Regions from separate parts of the Mus musculus genome. Here regions 1 and 2 are each linked to region 3. A link is a contact called in public Hi-C data. All regions are on one chromosome and are shown on one strand. The core of a region is the stretch at or near the end of the contact, and the rest is flanking DNA. Distances in the headings are between cores, read along the strand shown. Region 1 overlaps Gcnt1 (glucosaminyl (N-acetyl) transferase 1, core 2). Region 2 has its middle 61 kb from the start of Gcnt1. Region 3 overlaps Prune2 (prune homolog 2).

Region 1 (2,700 bases), core at 156-2,655, 170 kb before region 3:
TAGTACTCTCTCTAAAGTTTTTTTCTTTTCCAGAACACCAAGCACTTGGCATGACTCAGTTTGTAATCTCTTCCAAGTGGTTTCTTTCTGTGGCGCTGAGATAACCAACTTCCTTTAGTCAATCCGTCATGTGTCGCTGTTGCGTGTATGTTAGCCAGCAAGTGAGGCTGGCTCTCTGAGGAGGCGCCTCCTGTGAATGCACTCTTAGAACATCTTCTTTGTTCCCAGCCAACACTTGCTAAGCATGTCCAGAAGTGCTCCGGCCACCACTGTTGTCTCCATGACCTTACACTGAGCCTAGGAATGATCCCACCCAAACATCAGTTGTATAGGCTCCCTGCTTAAGACGCTCACACTGTGGGAACTATTGCTGAGCTCAGCTTAACTGTGACAGGAACGTCCTCTCCAGGTCTTTATGTCTTGGCTGTGCGTATTTCCACTTTACAGTCTCTGAGCTGTGAACTCATTGCTCTTAGTTATGGTATACCTCAGTATGTTTATCTATTTACTTACCGAAGCACAGCGTATGTCCAAATTTTGGCAATTTTGAATACAGCTTTTCGATCATTATTAAACATTTCTTTCCATGTCCTTCTTTCTTTGTTCTTTTCTTCTGGGAGTCCCCTACCCACATTTCCAGACACTTGCTTTTCATGTTGTCACTTGGGTCTCATAGACTCACTGTGCCATGCTTTTTTTTACTGCCAGTCTCAATGTCTCAATTTGGTTAGCTATCTCATAATTTTGTTTAATTCTTAAGTTGTTTGAATGGATGTATAGTAGTTATTTAGTCTGTTTTGTTTGAATGGATGTATAGTAGTTATTTAGTCTGTTTTGTTTGAATGGATGGATAGTAGTTAGTCGCTTAAGACAAGTGCCTAATTGCTTTTGGGGATAGGATTGACCATTTTCCCCCTATGTATGGGGCAAAGTTTTGGGTTTCTTTTCATGTCTTGTGTTTGTTGTTGTAGCTGTGCATTTTGTGATATAGTGTTGACTCTGGAAATCGGATTTATTTAGTGCCTTTTTTTTTGAAAGAGGTTCGTATTGTTGTGAGAAGCCACTCAAGTCTCTAATCAGCTCTGTAATCCCAGCACCCTAGAGACAAAGGCTGGAGGATTACAGATTCACAGGACTTGGTTGCACAGTGAGACTTTGCCTCAGAAAGAGAAAAGGAAAGGGGGAAGTCTCTGTCCAGTTAACTTCCTGATCTGCTAATGACTGCTCTTTTTCTTCTTCCCGAAACTAAAAAGGGGCAAGGGTTACTTAGAGGAATATTGGTTATTGTTGATATTTTTAAGTTAATATTTATTTTATCTTTAGTTATGTCTATTGTGTATGGTTGTGTGTGAATATGGAGCCTGACCCAGTTGGCATGGTTGCTGGGAACCAAACAAATCAGCTGGAAGAGCAGCAAGCCATCTCTCAAGGCACCCCCACCCCCACCCCATTGTTGATATGTTAGTAGTACAATCTTCAAGTATTGGTAATGACGTGAACAGCCTACTCACCTGTGAGGTTGTTGCTGACATGTTGGTGAGCATGGGAGCCTTCATAGAGAGGACAAAGTGGGTGGGATTTTCCAGTTAGATTAGCCGGTTAATCTCTTCCCTAGCACTCATTTTGGGAATGTTGTTGGAGTTTATCTTGGAAAGCTTATCCCATGCAGCTTATTTAGCATACATTAGGTCTTTGGTTTGAATCTCAAAGGAGGAGGAAGAGAGAAAATAAGAAAAAGAGTTTAACCTAAATCCCACAAACATAGAATTAGAAAAAGAGTAAGACTGTAGAGGCCTGGGCAAGCCACATATTTGATGGAGGGGGTGTTGGGTAAACACACTGGAATAGCTGCTTTCTCGTGGTGTGCATACGGCAAGCGCACACACCATCAGCACCGTCTCTCCCCTCCCTCTCTATTTTACAGGCTGTTGGAAAGCCTGCTGGGACATGTCATCGCTGGATGCCTGGTGCTTGATAGGAACTTGGCAGCACAATATTCCCTCTGAGCAAGTACAGGATGTCACCAGGAGTCAGAGCCTCAACAGATTCAGGCTTCCTGTGATTCTAAACGGTAAAATAAAGTCCGAATGTTTTTCTATTTCTTTTTCTTCTTTTTAAATGTTATTTGTTTGTTTATTTTTAGTCTATTTATTTTTATTTATTTACTTCACATACTGCTCACAGGCCCCCCCTCCCAGTCACCTCCTCCCACGACCCTTCTCCCTCTCCTCTTCTCCTCTGAGAGGATGGAGGCCCCTCTTGGTATCCTCCTACCCTAGCACATCAAGTCTCTGCTAAGTACATCCTTTCTCACGGAGGCTAGACAAGGCAGCCCAGCGAGAAGTACATAGCCCACAGACAGGTAACAGCTTTTGGGATAGCCTCCTACCCTAGTTGTTTGGGACCCACATGAAGACCAAGCTGCACATCTGATATATATGTTGGGGTGGTTCAGGGGGGTTAGATCCTGCCCATGTATGTTGTCTGGTTGGTGGTTCACTCTCTGAGAGCTCCAAGGGTCCAGATTAGTTGACTCTTGTTGGTCTTTGTGTGGAGTCCCAATCCCCTTTGGGACCTGCAGTCCTTCTCCCAATTCTTCCATAAGAGTCCCCAAGCTCCATCTACTGTTTGGCACTGGGTCTCTGCATCCCCATCTGAGTTTGCTGCTGGGTGGAGCCTCTCAGAGGACAGCCATGCTAG
Region 2 (2,700 bases), core at 128-2,627, 130 kb before region 3:
GCAGTCCAATCCCAGTACCACATGCAAAAACCCAAACCAAACCAAAACACAGCCAAGAAAGAAAGAAATGCTGTTTTCAGTTTCTCATTGGGCTTAGTTAATTAGAAGTAAATTAGATCACTTCAAGACTTTGGGAGCTTTAATGAACACAGATGATATGGAAGATGGAACAAGTCGCTCTAGAGGTGACATGCTATAGGAAGGGAGTTCTCAGACGCTATTTTTAAAGAAACTGGGTTTAAATGCCTGCCATGCCACTTAGGAGGTGTGGGTCTTTGAATGGGGCTCTATCTTTGATTTTTGGTTTGTACCTCTTTAAAATGGGGTCATAAGGGAACTTACATTGTGGTGCTCAAACTCTCAGATAACGTGCACCATGCCAACTTCATAACAAACACTTGCTGTCTTGTCACGAAGTGGGCGTCAGAGAAGCCGATGGTGCTGATTGCTAATGTCAGGCGGTCTCCAGGCCTCTTATCTGATTGAGGAAACACCACATGGGGCAACATTGAGAGAGAGCAACACCAGCTCAGAAGGAAGCACAGAGACACAAAGTGGCAACTCAAAGTCAAGGTTCTGGAGAGGAGAGAAGAGGGCAAAACAACCATCAGAAGCCTGTGAAGAAGGGAAAGGGAGTAAGATGTGTGCTAGAAACACAGAGCGTCCCAGCTCCATAACAGAGAGGATGACCTGTCCTCAGGAAAGAAAGAAAGAAAGAAAGAAAGAAAGAAAGAAAGAAAGAAAGAAAGAAAGAAAGAAAGGAAGGAAGGAAGGAAGGAAGGAAGGAAGGAAGGAAGGAAGGAAGGAAGAAAGAAAGAAAGAAAGAAAGAAAGAAAGAAAGAAAGAAAGAAAGAAAGAAAGAAAGAAAGAAAGAAAGAAAGAAAGAAAACTCAGAAAGTCTCAAGACAACTGATCAACCAGCCCTGGCTATACCACGAGGCATATGCCTCCCCTTCAGATCAGAAACGGGTCAGGCCCAGTCATACATCGGGACAATATTATGCTCAGTGGTACATAGGACAGTGATCCTGTAAGATGCTAGCAGATCTGAAAAACACTTGTTATCTAATGCTGTCCCAAGAGTGCCCTGCACATCTGTCCTGTTTGTGATGTGTGAGCAGACCTACTATGTGTTAGTCATACCAGAGTGTGCTACATCCACAGTGATGCACAGCACACAATGTGTAGCAATGGGGCTCAGCTACTATGTCTCTGGTTTACGTAATTACTAATTGTTTTTTTTTTTAATCAGCATCTTTGTGTATAGTCATTCCACTTGTAAAAAAGGAGAGTTTCCTGCTAATATGCAGAGTGATGGTCCTATACCTCAGGTTTCTGATGATTAACTCAGTTTCAGTTAGTCTCGGTTTCTGTAAACTCAGTTGAAGGCGACACAGGAAGTGGCCTAACAAGTTTCTCAGAATGTGTTGCTGTTGTTCAGATATACATATGAGAGGACAGTTTACAGCTTCGGACTTCTCCCTAGCTGAGCAATACTTGTTCCCTTTGTTCTTAGGCTGTGCTACACACCAAACAAGACCTTAGGGTCAGAGATATAGCCACAGTGGCCAAATGCCCCAGTTTGCTTGGGACTGAGGGCTTGCCTGTGCTAAAACTCTACTGTGCCAAGCAAGCATGGTTCGTCATGGAACACAATTCTGCTATGAACTGAATAATAATAATAAAAATGATTAAGAGGGGAAAAAGATGTGTACACAAATTTCTTTCAAACTAAGAATCAAAATGAAGTCAGAAACTTCGCAGTCTTAGCAAAAGAAGGCATGTATGTTCATGTATGAAACAGATGCAGAAATTATCGCTTCGCCTGTGAGTTTTATAAATCTTAATAGTATTGGAGAATGGAGGGAGGGACAGAAGGAAGGAAGAAGGGAGACTATCAGGATGTCATAACTGTTCTTATTTTTTTTTAAATTTTTATGGATAAGAAGTCTGTATAGAATTAAATCAGCTTTTCAGCGGGAGAAGCCCCTGCTGCAAAGCCCGGTGCCCTGAGTCCGATCCCACACTGGTGGAGGACAGTTTCGCATGCTCTGTCCTCTGATTTCCCCATGAGTGACGCTAACTCACTCATCAAATGCACAGGTTAGATTTTGTCAACTCAATACACACTAGAATTAAAAACTGGAAGTCTCAGCCAGAGCTGACGCTTGACCATAGCAGAAACCATCTTTGGATTTGAACTCCAGTAGCCTGGTCTAGGAGCTGCCAACCTGACAGCACAATTGATTTGGAGCTGTGCCCACATTGTTATTTCATTCTGTTTCCCATTAAAAAAAAAAAAGTGGAGACAGAATTAAAATGTTCCAGACACCTAGGTCCCATGTTTTCAAACTGACATCAGCAAACTTTCCTGGTTAGGTGCCTGCCTGAGGGTGGGAGCGGGACTAAGGGACACACTGCAGCATCAGGGAGACAGGAACTATTGCTGAAAAACACTGAAGCCCAGCCAGAATCCTCCAGAAAGAACAGAATCCCAGCCCAACCAGGTAGCGGCTACAACCTCCGCAGAAAACGCCTGAATGGGCTTGCGCCTTGTTTCAGGCCCCTTTCTTGACCCTTTCTGGGCAACTTACATAGGACAACTTAAGCCAGATGATCTTTGTCCTCACTGCCCCTCTGGACTTGACTTCAAGCCTGGATGGAGGTGTTCAGCCTTTAACAGATCGCATAAGTGAACAT
Region 3 (2,700 bases), core at 65-2,564:
ATAAAGCATTGTCTGAGTTTCAAGTGTCCTTACAGTTAAGAAATAACTGGGGGTAGCCACTAGAAAGTCGTAGATGCTAGGAAGGCAAGAGGCTCCCAGGACCCAACAGGGGTGACATTAGCTGGAATACCCAACAAAGGGGAGAGAGAACCTGTAGAGACCGTATCCATACATTAGACATGGCCCCCCATTGAGGGATGGGGCCACCCACCCATCTCCAAAATATTAACATAGAATTGTTCCTGTCTAAAGGAAATGTAGGGACAAAGAGTGGAGTAGAGACTGAAGAAAAGGCCATCCAGAGACTGCCTCACCTAGGGATCCATCCCATATACAGACACCAAACACAGACACTATTGCTGATGACAAGAAGCGCTTGCTGACAGGAGCCTGGTATGGCTGTCCCCTGAGAGGCTCTGCCAGAGCCTGACCAACACTGATGTGGATACTCACAGCCAACCATCAGACTGAGCACTGGGACCCCAGTGGAGGAGTTAGAGGAAGGACTGAAGGAGTTGAAGGGGTTTGCAACCCCATAAGAAGAACAACAATATCAACTAACTGAACAACCCAGAGCTCCCAGGGACTAAACCACCAACCAAAGAGTACACATGGAGGGACCCATTGCTCCAGCTGCTTATGTAGCAGAGGATTGCATTATCTGACATCAATAGGAGTGGGGGGGGGGGGGCTTGGTCCTGTGGAGACTTGATGCACCAATGCAGAGGAATGCTAGGGAGGTGAGGTGGGAGTGGGCGGGTGGGCGAGCTCCCTCATAAAAGCAGGGGGGAGGAGAGATGGGATAGAGGGCTTGCTGAGGGGAAACCAGGAAGGAGGATAACATTTGAAATGTAAATAAATAAAATAACCAATAACAAAAATAACATCAGAAGCAGTGGGTTAATTGAGTATGGGTTGTACGTGTTTAGACAAAGCATAGCTAAGATTCCTAAGAACTGGGTATGAACCCAGGTAAAAGGTAATTTCACAGCTGCACAAACCTGCAGATCCTAGCATGCCTCCTGCTCCCTGGTGTCATGGAACTGAGCCTGAGCTGTTCAGCTGGAACACCATGCAGGCAGGCACCAGGGAAGGGTAAAGCTGAAGGCCACACTCGGGGGATGGGACGTGTGGGGGTGTGGAGGCAAGAACTGCGACAAGCTCATGGGTATTCATCAGGTATAAGGGAAATCTGAGCCATAAGAACCTACGGCAAGTCTAGGAGAGATCCGGGGATACTCTTAGGAGCATGAACATCTGTAGGAAAGGCGTGTCCTGATGAAAAACAGTAGGCGGCAGAAGGCTGCCGAACTGGCTACACGTCTCCACCTAGAGGACGCCTCACGACACTTCTGTGGTTTCTTCACTGGATGGAGTAATGTTGCGGCATGTCCCTGGCTTCTAATCTTCCGAGTGAATTTTCCTGACATTGGGTTGTTGACTCCATAACTTGCTGTAGCTAATGGAAAGACTTAGGAACAAGTGTATGCGGTGTCACCTTCCTCCTGCCTTGATGGCTGTGCGGGCTCTGCCCGGCTAGATTCGGGTGCCTGTGATGAGCTAAAGCTGCTGGGCACATGCACAAGAAATGGTTTCTATCCTGTTTTGCTTTGAGACTATTCAGACTACATAGCAAACTTTATTCCTTCACAGGGAATATCTGGCTCACACTGCCGTCTCAATGGTATCGTTAATTTGGATAACCCATTTCCATGGTCCCAACAGAGCCTCCGTTTTACAACACATATCTTCTTGCCCGGGTTGTGAAAGTATAAACATACATCTTTAAAGCTATGACAGAATTTTGGAAGAACATCAAAGACTTTCTAGTATTCCATAAATCTAAGTATCAATATAACACTTGTATGCTTTTTACTTTCATCATATATAAATTCATATTTATTCAATTCACTCAATTTACTTAATATTCTTAAATGGGTGTTTGATCCAATTAAAAGTTATTTTGAAATGTTATATATATATATATATATATATATATCAAACATATTCTTAGATACTTTTAATTTCCTAGAATAAAGTACTCATATGAATTAAATAAAATACTGCTTTTAAGTTCAACTTAGAGCTCCTTTGATTTCTTAATTTGTGGCTTTCTGTCTTTGCTAAGAAGAGAATATAAAAAGCTTTAGCTGTGTCTAGCAGGGTGTAATGTACTGGGTATGAGCTTCCTCCACCCGCCCCATAGCTACAGTTTCTGTGGTTTCTGTTACCACATGCAATTCTAGTCTGAAAATATTAAACGGAAAGTTCCAGAAATAAAAATTTAATAATTTAGAAACCTGTTATATCCTTGTTATTACTCCTTTATTTTTATTAGTTATTATTTTTAACTTCTTACAATACTTAATTGGCAAATTAATATTATCAATGGTGCAAGTGTACAAAAAAATACAGTGTATTGTCCATGAGGTGGGTATACTCTACCATAAACACAAGTCCTATCATATGAAATTGAATATCTAGATAATAATTAATACATTTTCAAGCTTAAACTCTACCAAGGGAAATACTCAGGTGTCATAAATGAAGTTACTAAAAATTCGATGAGTAGGTAAGATTCCAGACTAGACAGACACAGTGCTGGAAGAAAGTCATGGTCCTGACATGTTATAGAAGGCTCTGGAAGAGCTCCTAATTAAAATAGATGAGGGGACCTGCATGGAAAGCCTTAGAAAGAGC

What was found. A called contact is a pair of places that touch in the nucleus more often than the background predicts.
Region 1: a contact with region 3 is called in a Hi-C map of bone marrow-derived macrophages, with 54 read pairs. A contact is called at or near these places in 1 of 39 promoter capture datasets (macrophages), 9 of 484 Hi-C or Micro-C datasets (the HL-1 cell line, bone marrow-derived macrophages, embryonic fibroblasts and 4 more), 9 of 130 datasets of targeted methods (the HPC-7 cell line, acute myeloid leukemia, bone marrow-derived macrophages and 5 more) and 4 of 9 other capture datasets (adipose tissue, liver, macrophages and 1 more).
Region 2: a contact with region 3 is called in a Hi-C map of group 2 innate lymphoid cells, with 4 times the contacts expected there. A contact is called at or near these places in 1 of 39 promoter capture datasets (the 3T3-L1 cell line), 6 of 484 Hi-C or Micro-C datasets (the AML12 cell line, bone marrow-derived dendritic cells, bone marrow-derived macrophages and 3 more) and 5 of 130 datasets of targeted methods (CD8 T cells, the HPC-7 cell line, embryonic fibroblasts and 1 more).

The regions. Positions count from the first base shown.
Region 1 is chr19:17,332,481-17,335,180 of GRCm38.p6, reverse strand. Gcnt1 (glucosaminyl (N-acetyl) transferase 1, core 2) reads left to right here. Exons shown (of 3, transcript NM_173442.5): 2 at 1,925-2,071. Among named protein-coding and RNA genes, the nearest start is that of Gcnt1, 23 kb to the left of the region's middle.
Region 2 is chr19:17,294,023-17,296,722 of GRCm38.p6, reverse strand. No RefSeq gene overlaps it. Among named protein-coding and RNA genes, the nearest start is that of Gcnt1, 61 kb to the left of the region's middle.
Region 3 is chr19:17,162,280-17,164,979 of GRCm38.p6, reverse strand. The region is part of intron 9 of Prune2 (prune homolog 2); the gene reads right to left. Among named protein-coding and RNA genes, the nearest start is that of Gcnt1, 190 kb to the left of the region's middle.